Regions from separate parts of the Rattus norvegicus genome. Here regions 1 and 3 are each linked to region 2. Evidence: chromatin contacts called from public Hi-C data. All regions are on one chromosome and are shown on one strand. The core of a region is the stretch at or near the end of the contact, and the rest is flanking DNA. Distances in the headings are between cores, read along the strand shown. Region 1 has its middle 320 kb from the start of G2e3. Region 2 has its middle 150 kb from the start of G2e3. Region 3 has its middle 350 kb from the start of Prkd1.

Region 1 (3,517 bases), core at 698-3,197, 170 kb before region 2:
AGTTCATGAAATTGTAATGAATTGGGTATCGAATTCACTATCCCAGAGAAGGTTATTTATATTTGACCTGACAAAAAAAGTGGGGGTGGAGATGGGGAGACTTGAGACTGTATACTATAACGATAATTTTCTTGTGCGGTTCTACAACTGATTCTTAAAGCAGACAGAAAACCCACTTAAGAAAAAAAATGTTCAGCACCCACACACATGTCTGCTTCTTTGTAAAATACTTATTTAATTTCGTATATGCTTATTAAAAGTTGGCCAGTAACCAAACTGCAAAATATTTTGCAACAAATAGCCCTACTAGATCATCTGAGGCATCAATCTCACACGTATTTTATAGGATAGCCAAGCCTTCTGAGGCTGAGAGTGGTAACCAATGTCACTACAGTAGGGAGAAAAGCACGTGGACACTCCATGTCCTACCGGAATTGATACCAGAGATGGGGTACCATATGTACGGACAGCATAGCACAGGGTGCTTAATTATAATGGCAAACACATAGTCCCTCTGTGCTCTAGGCTCATACCACTGTAAGTCAGGGCATTTCCCTTATAGTATTATGAAATAAACTCCAAGGTCTCTAAGCACACACGTTTTGTTTGGTTCCTAAATCAGACAAATGTTTTTCCCATCCCAGCTCCCAAGAGCTAAGCGCACAAAAGCGTTCCATCGGCCGACTTCAGCAACAAGCTACTACAGTGTTCCCCTTCAGGTCCTTGGAAAAGCTTTCCTAGTTCCTCCATCCAGCTTTCAGCCTGAGTGGCTCAGCCAGCGAGATGTCCGCGAGCGCCTCCTTGTGGCGAGAAGGCCAGCGCCTCCACTAACTGCAGCGCTCTCTCCCACCCAGTGTCGCTGGCATCTGCCCAGGCCAGCCCTGAGGGTGGAAGAGAAAACACTCCTGTCCGGTACTGCCCAGAAGAGCGTGATAAATATCTCATGTCTTGGCTCTCCTGGAAATCCGAGACACTCCATTCTCCTAAGAGGGGTAGGCACTATGGCCTTTAACTCAGCCTCTATTCTCCACCAAGGCCATGACTCATTCCAATCCAAACTACTGCTTGTTTGTACCATGACACTAATAAATGTGACTGATTATGGTTCCGACTTCCTAGCCGTCGGTGTTACTCAAATACAGAGTAATTATAACGGGATTCCTAGCTAGCGGGTTTTTTTAAGTCTCCTATAACATTTAAATTAGACTAAATTCAGCTGTTTGAGTGCCCTCTGACAATGTATTTTCCCTCAGCTCGACGACTGTTTTATTGCTCCATACGCACTTGACCTAATCGGCAACATCCTGCACTCTGAAATGTTTATACTGTTAAATGAATTTTTAATCTAACTTTTACAGCATTCAATTTCAGTTTCATCAGCCATCCACAGAGCAATATCTAATGTTTTAAAATAATCTAGACAGTTAAAAGGAAGGAGGGGGAGGGGGAAGAATCGCCGTGTTATGAAGCAAATGATTAATTAAAGCAAATTAGATTCTGGCAGCTCTTGTTATCATGGTGCATTCCCGACCAGACTAATAAATCTTCGTTGAGAATGTGCTTCCCTGAGACTCAGGAGTCACCTGGGAAAGGACATTATTGAGTAATATATTGTGCTGTTAGTTTTATTTTTCTCTTGCAGTATGGAATAATAACGGATATTTTTTCAAACACCGTGCATACATGAGTCTGCTTTTGCTCCGACTGTAAGGGTGGGTTGGAGAGAGGCTGGAAAGCTAAGAAAGTTTTTTCTGTGTGACTGAAGTCAATTATGGCAACTGCGACAGCGAAGATGCCTGCAAACAGCAGCAAGTCCGAGGAGGACCGCACCAGGCCAGTCTGCCGCAGCAGGGATTGGGGCAGATCCCGAGATTTCCCTGCACCCTGCAGCTCTGTGGAAGCCTCTCTCTCCTCCCGTTTGAGAGGTTTGCCTTCTCCCTGTCCTAATAGCTGGCATCTCCTCACTGGGACAAGTAACAGCTCTCTAAATCCAGCCAAAAGCTGCTGCCTTGCACACTGTAGTCTTTGCAGTTTCTGAAGGCACAGAAGGGAGAACCTGACAGCCATTTCATATATATGCCTTTGATTCAGACTGCTCACAGTGTCGTCACTTAAACCAGCCTTTAATCATTTCTAATATCAACTGTTGCAGGGTTTTTTCCCCCAAATTCATACTTGCGATTGCCTAATTTGTATGTTTTAATGTGTGTTTCCTACAACTTTCCATCTGCTTTACCTCTGATTTGGGTCCTTTTTGCCCAGATCTCAGCAAATGTCTGTGTAAACCCTAAGTACTGTTCTCTGTGGCCATCATTCACTGCAGGTCATACTGCCCAAAGCCCACCAAGACAAGGCGCAGATTTAGTTGAAGTCTGTTGTGACAGCAAGAAAACAGTTTTAAAACAATGGTGTGCATACCCCCCAGAATACATTTTTCTTGAGATTTATTAAATGAGGGGGAGGGGAGCCCGTAAATCTCCAGAGTACATTTTTAGATTGCAGTAAATAACCACACAGCATTCAGTGTTTGTGCTGACTTTTAAACAGTATGCCCCGAAGAATCTCCAAGATGCAGCCGAGTGCATTAATATATCAGAGACCCTTCAGACTTCCCTGTGTCCTGAACCTCCACCTCCTGCCATCCCTCGGCTAATTCTGATTACAGAGTGAATTGGCTCTAGGGGAAAAAAAACCCAAATTTAAATATATACAAATAAGCATTCCACTTTGTCCCTTATAAGAGTAGATTGTGAAGTGAGCTACGATTACCCATCAAAGTGATTTCCTGGGCCCACCGGCTCCTCACGCTCCCATCCCCCACCGCTGAGCACGTTTTTCTCTTGCTTGGGCTGCCTTTCAGCTTTCTGCAGCACAGATCCCTGGTGCTATGCAGAATGGAAAGCAGCCTGCAGTGCTGCTCAGCGTGGCAGCGCATCCCCTGGCTGCAGGGCTTTTGCAGACAGTTTAAAAATGATCTGGTATTGCATGAGTTAAAAAAAATTCCCCCTGGAAAAGCTAATTATTGCATGCAGATACTTCTTTGTGTGATCAAGGAGGGGACAATTTAATAGGCTCTGTAATACAACCAAGAACAAAATTGCTTTAAAGGAAGTCTCTTGTTGAGTGACAACTCTGTTGCCTGAGCCAATTAGGTCCCAATAAAGAGTGTTGAATTGGCTCCTGCTTTCTCATTAATTATGTTCTGTCACAGACATGGGGCTTGATTTAGCAATTTTGTATTACATTAAGATACTGAAAGGCTGGGAACAAATGGCTCACTCTGATAATAGGCATTCTCTCCACGGTGTGACATTTACTATCCAGCTGTCCGTAAGGCAGCCTAGCACTTCAGTTCAGGGGCTTATTTGTCATTGCTTCAAAGGGACACTCAGCTTTTCACAAAAAAAGAAACAGAGAGGCTAATAGATAGGACAAAATGTACCGCTGATAAGCTTTATTAGAGATGGGATGCTAGGGTTTTGCTAACAAGCTCATCCGTTGGGACTCAGCCGAGTTT
Region 2 (3,160 bases), core at 121-2,620:
CACTCTCTCTCACCCATATACACACATACACACTCTCTCATACTCTCACACAACACATTCTCTCATACACACACACACACACACACACACACACACACACTTTAATTTCAAAATATGTGAAGTTAGTCTTAGACTCTGCAGTTCCGTGGGTGAGAGCCTACCAGTAAAACTCTTGCTACTTCAGTGGCAGCAATCGGTGAGATGGTGAATATGAAAATAACAGAGGAAATGCACTATGCTTTGGAGCTAAACTAGAGGTGCTTGGTGGACACATGAAAGGAAGGCACTGAACAATAACAGTGCAAAGTGTGTCTCAGGGCGAGCTTATCAGGCCTTACATGTTGCTGATGGAAGCCTATTCATTCCTTAAGTACTAGAGAGAAGCAAACCTGGGCATCTGAAGAGAGACGTCCCAAAATGGCTTTTCCACTTTACAGTTGAGGGTTGTCACCAGATCAGAGCAGCTCAGATGAATATTTCATACAAAAGGTTAAAGTAAAGAAATTTTTCAGGAGATGCCTAGGACAGAAGAACCAAATTGCAATTATGTATTACGATATTGCAAGGAGATCTGACCTCTCTCTGTGGTAAAATGGTACATGAGTAGCAAATGAAACGGGGCTCAGAGCACAGTCCACAGATGTGTCAAGTTGTACCTGATAAACGCATACAGAAGCTGGAGCCCCATAGTGCTGAAGCTATTCTGTTTTCCATGGGATTTATCTTCATGTGCTTAAAATTCATAGTTTCTGCACAAAATAAAGTAAGATGGCATTTGTTATACGAACCTCAGTAGAGTCAGATTAGTGGGAGTTAAAATCCCCGGAGTGTAGACTCATTTGCTTTTGAATTGATAGCATCTGGGATATAATGATCAATACCACGATTTCTTTAAAACTGTACCGTACACGGAGATGTGTGGGTGACCTGATGGAGCTGCTGGGTTGGTTTAGTTTCCTCCTTATTGTTAGGGATAGCTTTTTTTCCTGTAATTAAACTTAGTTAGCATTAATGATCTTTATTGCCTTTTAATTTTGTGCAGAGAATATGCTATAATAAACAATAAAAAGTGATATGGAACATTTAAAATTGGACAATAGTCAAAAATCCTTAATACTGTGGATAATACTATGTGCTGTTGATAATGGGTAACAACTGGAAAAACTCTAGAAAACAACCAGGGCAATTTAGACATATTTTTGCTTTAAGGCTATTGTGTTGTGGCCTCTTTTCCCATGGTGAAGCTAATGGTTGATAACATGAACTCCACAGTCCAGGAGACGAAGCAGGAGAGAACACACAGACTTCTTCCCCAAACCCCACTGCCTAATTTAAATGCCTTTTGATTGGCTAATCATTTTCATTCTCAACAAAAATGATTGGAAACAAGCTTCCTTAAACCCCTCACTTTAGCTGTTAACAGAGCCAATCAGAAAAAAGACGGGTTTTGAACCTACACAGGAAATAGGTTCATATGTTTAAAGAAACAGGGCTCTCCGTTGCCCTATGTTAAAGAGACACCTTCTTCAGTTCCTCAAGAAAAGGTTTCTGGTTTTACTTCCTGAAGCATCAAATGAATTTTAAACTGCTTTATAATAATTAACATGTTCCAAAAAGAATCCCAATGTGATGTTTTTATTCATTATCCCAAGAGCTACAGATTCCGTGCTGGAAGCTGCATTCATCTCAAGGAAAACGTTTCTGACAGGAGTTTTGGGATTCTGGCCTCTGCTTTTCTATATATTATATAAAAAGAGAGCTCGGAATCAACTGGAAATAATCCTACATTTAAACAAGGCTCTCATGTCAATTTTCCCCTCACAATCGTATTAAGAAGCCAGTAAAATATGAATTACATAAAACCAAAGGATTCATGTAAGCCCTCACCTGTTACATAAGAAGCAGAACATTATGTAATATGCCTTTTCTTACTAATTCTTCAAATTCTGAATGCTTTGTGTGACACCGAAGAACACTGAATAATGGTGTTTAAATATTTTTAACCGTTTGAATATGCACAGAGCCTCTACACTAATATTGCAAGTAGTTTGGTGACATCTAGTGGAAAGAGTGACTAGCAGCCGGAGATATTCAGATGCCACAGCAAAGGTAGCTGCTGGAACCATGAAAATACGTGTAGGCAAAGAAGAGATTTCTTGCCTTCTTTCCTAAGAAAATGAAAGAGACTGAGTAGTCCTTCGGAGGGAAAACTACTTCACATCCATGATGGTTACTACAAAAATGTTGACTATATAATGCAGAATCTTTGAAAAGTGTTTGGAATGAAAACACGCACACCACACACACACTAGAATACTGTAACACGTCCGCCTACAAGAAACAATCATTCATATAAACCACGTTCTCTTCCTGGCGTCGTCGATTTTGATGGTCTTTCCCACTAAGATTAGATGGTCCAGGTGTGTAACTTTATAGCCTGAACTGTAACTACACAGCCATCTTTGCATGCTGCTCGGTATAACAATGATTCTGAGGAGCAGAGAGCTAGAAGAGGACTGCCACTTCACAGCTGCATGCCATACGTCCACACACCTATGGCTTCCACATGACAGTGCAGGACTGAGCAAGAGCACCGTCGCAGAGAGGGTCTTACACTGCAGCAGTGTTTAAGGTACCGCATTGTTCAGAGACAAGATCAATGTGCGCTCTGCATTGATCAGGTACTGGCTGTGTTACTGGAGCCTGAAGACATTAGAAATAATGTGCCCAGGCCTTACCATAGCCTCAAGCATTCTAATAAGAAAGAAGGACGTGTATTTTAAATCACAGAACTATGAGCAGTGTGGAGAATCTTACACTGGGTGTAGTCGGAATTTCTAGAAAAAAAGAAGAGTCAATCCTTAAATGAGAGATAACGGCTGGGCAGGACTTGAAAAATCAAAGGTGCTTTACTAGAAGCAAGCCCCAGCAAAATCGAGACTGGACTGGCATGATACAGGCTGGTATCCCCCAGGGAAAGCCACAGCAATGACCCATGTGACTGGAAGGGAAACAGAAGCAGATGGCGGAGGTTTACCAGCAAGGTTAGAAAATGCACTGAAAGTTCTTTTTTTAAGGACAGCCACAGGATTACGTTAGCATCCTATAAAATCGTGCTGAGGGAGAATAGCACATGAGTAGCAGAGACCAGCTAGTGGGC
Region 3 (3,437 bases), core at 918-3,417, 230 kb before region 2:
GGAAACTTGCTTACATGGACAGAGGAGGTCACTGATACTGGAAGGCAACTTGGGGACAACTTTATGCAGCATAATTAGAGGAAAGTTCTGATTTGAACTTTAAACTTAAAGAACTCAGGAATGAGAGAAAAGTGGACCAAATGAATCCAATAGACAAGGTAAAATGCTGTCATTCATTCAACAAATAAGTAAGATGTCTGCAAGGTGGTGAGGACTCTGCATGAAGCCAAACACAGAAAAGCAGGAGAGCAAACAAAAGACCTGAGAGTTATTTATGTAAAGTCAATAAAGTAGATACTTTCCTTCACCAGAAAAAAATAATCTAATCCACATTTAGAGAAAAAGAATGCTGTTAAAAAGAGACCAGTTGTCTTATTTGTAAACAAGCAATTAAGCAAAAACAAACCAAGGAAGTTTTTTTTTTCCTTTCTTAGCACTTTCTTATTCCAGAGTTAGTAGAGTGCTAGATTTCCAAACCTTACTCACTAAATAACCACACAGTGCTTGAATTTATACGCTTTTAACCCAGATTTTTGAGACTTAGATGTTGTCAGATACAAGCCAAGAACAACTACAATGTATGGCATTTTTATGGCATTTGTTTTTATATGGAGGGGGGTCTGTACCACCATACATGTGTGGGAAGCAGAAGACAGAGGTAGGTCTTTGACCACATGAGTCCCAGGGATTGAACTCCTGTCACCAGGCTTGACAGCAAGCACAATTACACCCAGCATCATCCCCCTTGTTCAATAATTTATAGTTGCACAACATGGAAAGAGTTTAAAACATCCAGTCAATGGCTAGTTCATACCTCATTTGGATGCTGATAATAACCATAAGCACATTACTAATTATTTGTCAACTTCAGCCTATAGAAAACGATCCAGAACATAGGCTTATCATGAGAACTAAATAGTGAAAGTGTCTGTGGACTGTTTAATACCAGACTGACAGCTTGGACTGTCATTATTGTCTTTGTAGTAGAGGAGATGTTATGTGGTATTTGAGTACTCATTTTGTTTCCGATTTTTATCTTTTTTCATTTTTCAGTATTATGTGACTGCCAAATAAGAAAAGACAGACATTTATTGAGTAGGAAAATGAATAAGAAGATTTTGCTTTGGCCATTACTATTAAAATAGAACTTTGACTTTGAATTGCTCAGTTAGGGATCATGAAGAAGAGTTTCCGAGGGTAAGTAGGTTCAACCATTCATGGATTTTTGAAACGTTTGGGGTGTCTGTCTTGGTAGCATGTCAAATGGCCTGCCCTTGCTGGGTCAGGCTTGGTGTCTCAGGTAGCAACTTGTTTTGATCAAGAAAATGTAGTGCCAGTCTACAAACAAATATGGTGGCATACAATGAGCCCAGCCCTATAGACTAGGATGTACATGAGTTTAAGGAGCCCACTTTGTAAATATTCTAAATAGTAGGTGAGAATGTGAAGAGTAAGATGTGTGTCTCTTTAAGTAAAACAAACGTTATGTGCTCACACTTTCACCTTCTGCAAAACGAGCTGGGCGTCACAGAATGCGTTCTTCCTAGAATCACTGCATCCAGACGTTCAGACATACCATACCCCTCACTTCCCTAAGTTTTCACCTCTGTGTAATGCATACAGACATATGGACAGACCAACAACAATCCTGAAGGGAGCTGCAACCACCCAGCATGTACATTTTGCAGATCCTTCAACCAGTTTCCCATCCTGCCCATCCCCTACGCAAATCAGGTTTGAATGCCCAAGCTCGTCACCTGGTATACAAAAACGCAGTCTAACACTGTATTTATTAGCAAACCCTTTCCCTTATGTTTAATTTATTGTTACAGTTTTTAAATGTACAAACAGTTATACCAGTTTTATACACAAAACCACAGGTACCGTTTTGTATCTGTCAAAATTCCAGCAGCCTGCGGTGAGAGACAGTTGAATAGATGTCCTGTGCTGCCACCTAGTGCTTTTGTGAAGACATGGCCGTGTCTTCACCAGGAAACAAAGGCAACTCGAGGCGCACGTATTATGGAATAGCTTCTCTAGAGCATTATCAAACAGATGCATTTATGATACTTGGACCATATTCCCCGCAACCTCACAACCTAGCTTGTTTTCACACAATAGCAGCTTACATCCCTGCTCTTCACTGACAAAACTCTGGCCTCCTAGCCTAGGGGCATCTGGTTTAAATCCAAACTGACTGGGCAAGCAAAATGCTCTCAGTTCTGAGCCTCTTTCTACAGCTCCCATCTGGCCAAGGTTTCCTTGGCAAGTCTCTTCCTCCTGGAGGGACAGTTTAATCTGAATGTCTGGCCTATTACTTCAATTTGGGTAGAAGGTATAAATGAGTCAGACAGCTTTAAAAAAATCATTATCTTTAAAATTGACTAAAGCAGCAGCCATTTTCTTTGCAGCATCCAAAAGTGAAGCTTCTGAATTTTCTTCCTCCTCAGCACACAGGGTTTGTATCACGAGTTAGACCTTAGGTCTGCCTCTGAGTTCCTCCCCTTTTCGCTGCCCGAGTCTCCAAAACACCATTCTTCTCCTCAATTAATAAATTAGCATGTTGCAGTTACACAAACAGTATTCTTAAAAGTACTATATTAGGCACTGGTTAGTGGGTGGATAAAGAAAAAGAAAATAGCCTTTCAGTGTGTCTGTGGATACCACCTCCTGCCTCTTAGCCCACACAGTCTCTTTTCTTTTCAGACCTTCTAGAACCTTGGACCCACTAACCCTTTCCTTGTATTGCTTCTCTTTCTCTACCTATGCCTGTCTCCTCCTGTAAGAATATTAGTACTTTGCACAATCCTTTCAACATTCCTCCTACCACTAAATTTCTTTATCCATGTTTTACCCCAGTGCAATGAATTCACCAAGCCCTTGCGTTATTGTCTAAATGTGCAAATTAGAGCCAGCCCTTTTTGTAGAGCCCAGGAACTGGGTGCCAGGGCTGGGTCATGCTTCTGAGCCTGACTTCTGAAGACTCTGACACTGGCTGTGTCTTTCTCTAAACAGCGTTTTGGCAATCCATGTCTCCAGTCAGTCACCACTTAGCCTGTAAGGAACTTCACTCTGGTGAATTCCCTTTACCCTTCTGGAATCCATTGCTTTGCCATAGCTCCCGACTGAATTTCTTTCTACTTGTTTATTTGTATTTGTCAAATGCCCCCATTGTCTTCCACCCTTCATGTTTTATTTTTTTAATATGAACTTCATCTGAATTTGAATTTTATATGCTTACCTTTATAAATACTTTCACCCACCCCTCCTTGGAACTGTCCAGGCTTCGTGATGGTGATGATTTTGACAACAATGGCGTGAGTGGTTCACTTGATACCCCTTCTTCAAAAACGAAGCCAAATCATCCATTTCTACTGTGTTTTTCTAACCACTTTCCAGGTCCGTACTACACTCATTTTATCAGCAAAATGGCTGTT

What was found. A called contact is a pair of places that touch in the nucleus more often than the background predicts.
Region 1: a Hi-C map of frontal cortex shows a contact between it and region 2, with 2.5 times the contacts expected there. The contact joins two enhancer-like sites. A contact is called at or near these places in 2 of 12 Hi-C or Micro-C datasets (frontal cortex and prefrontal cortex).
Region 3: a contact with region 2 is called in a Hi-C map of the A7r5 cell line, with 6 times the contacts expected there. The contact joins two enhancer-like sites. A contact is called at or near these places in 5 of 12 Hi-C or Micro-C datasets (the A7r5 cell line, the Rat2 cell line, frontal cortex and 2 more).

The regions. Positions count from the first base shown.
Region 1 is chr6:74,175,719-74,179,235 of GRCr8, forward strand. No RefSeq gene overlaps it. Among named protein-coding and RNA genes, the nearest start is that of G2e3, 320 kb to the right of the region's middle. Within about 2 kb of position 1,948, at least 25 of the 93 cell types and tissues checked have an H3K27ac peak or open chromatin away from gene starts, as enhancers often do.
Region 2 is chr6:74,346,346-74,349,505 of GRCr8, forward strand. No RefSeq gene overlaps it. Among named protein-coding and RNA genes, the nearest start is that of G2e3, 150 kb to the right of the region's middle. Within about 2 kb of position 1,371, at least 10 of the 93 cell types and tissues checked have an H3K27ac peak or open chromatin away from gene starts, as enhancers often do.
Region 3 is chr6:74,119,729-74,123,165 of GRCr8, forward strand. No RefSeq gene overlaps it. Among named protein-coding and RNA genes, the nearest start is that of Prkd1, 350 kb to the left of the region's middle. Within about 2 kb of position 2,168, at least 12 of the 93 cell types and tissues checked have an H3K27ac peak or open chromatin away from gene starts, as enhancers often do.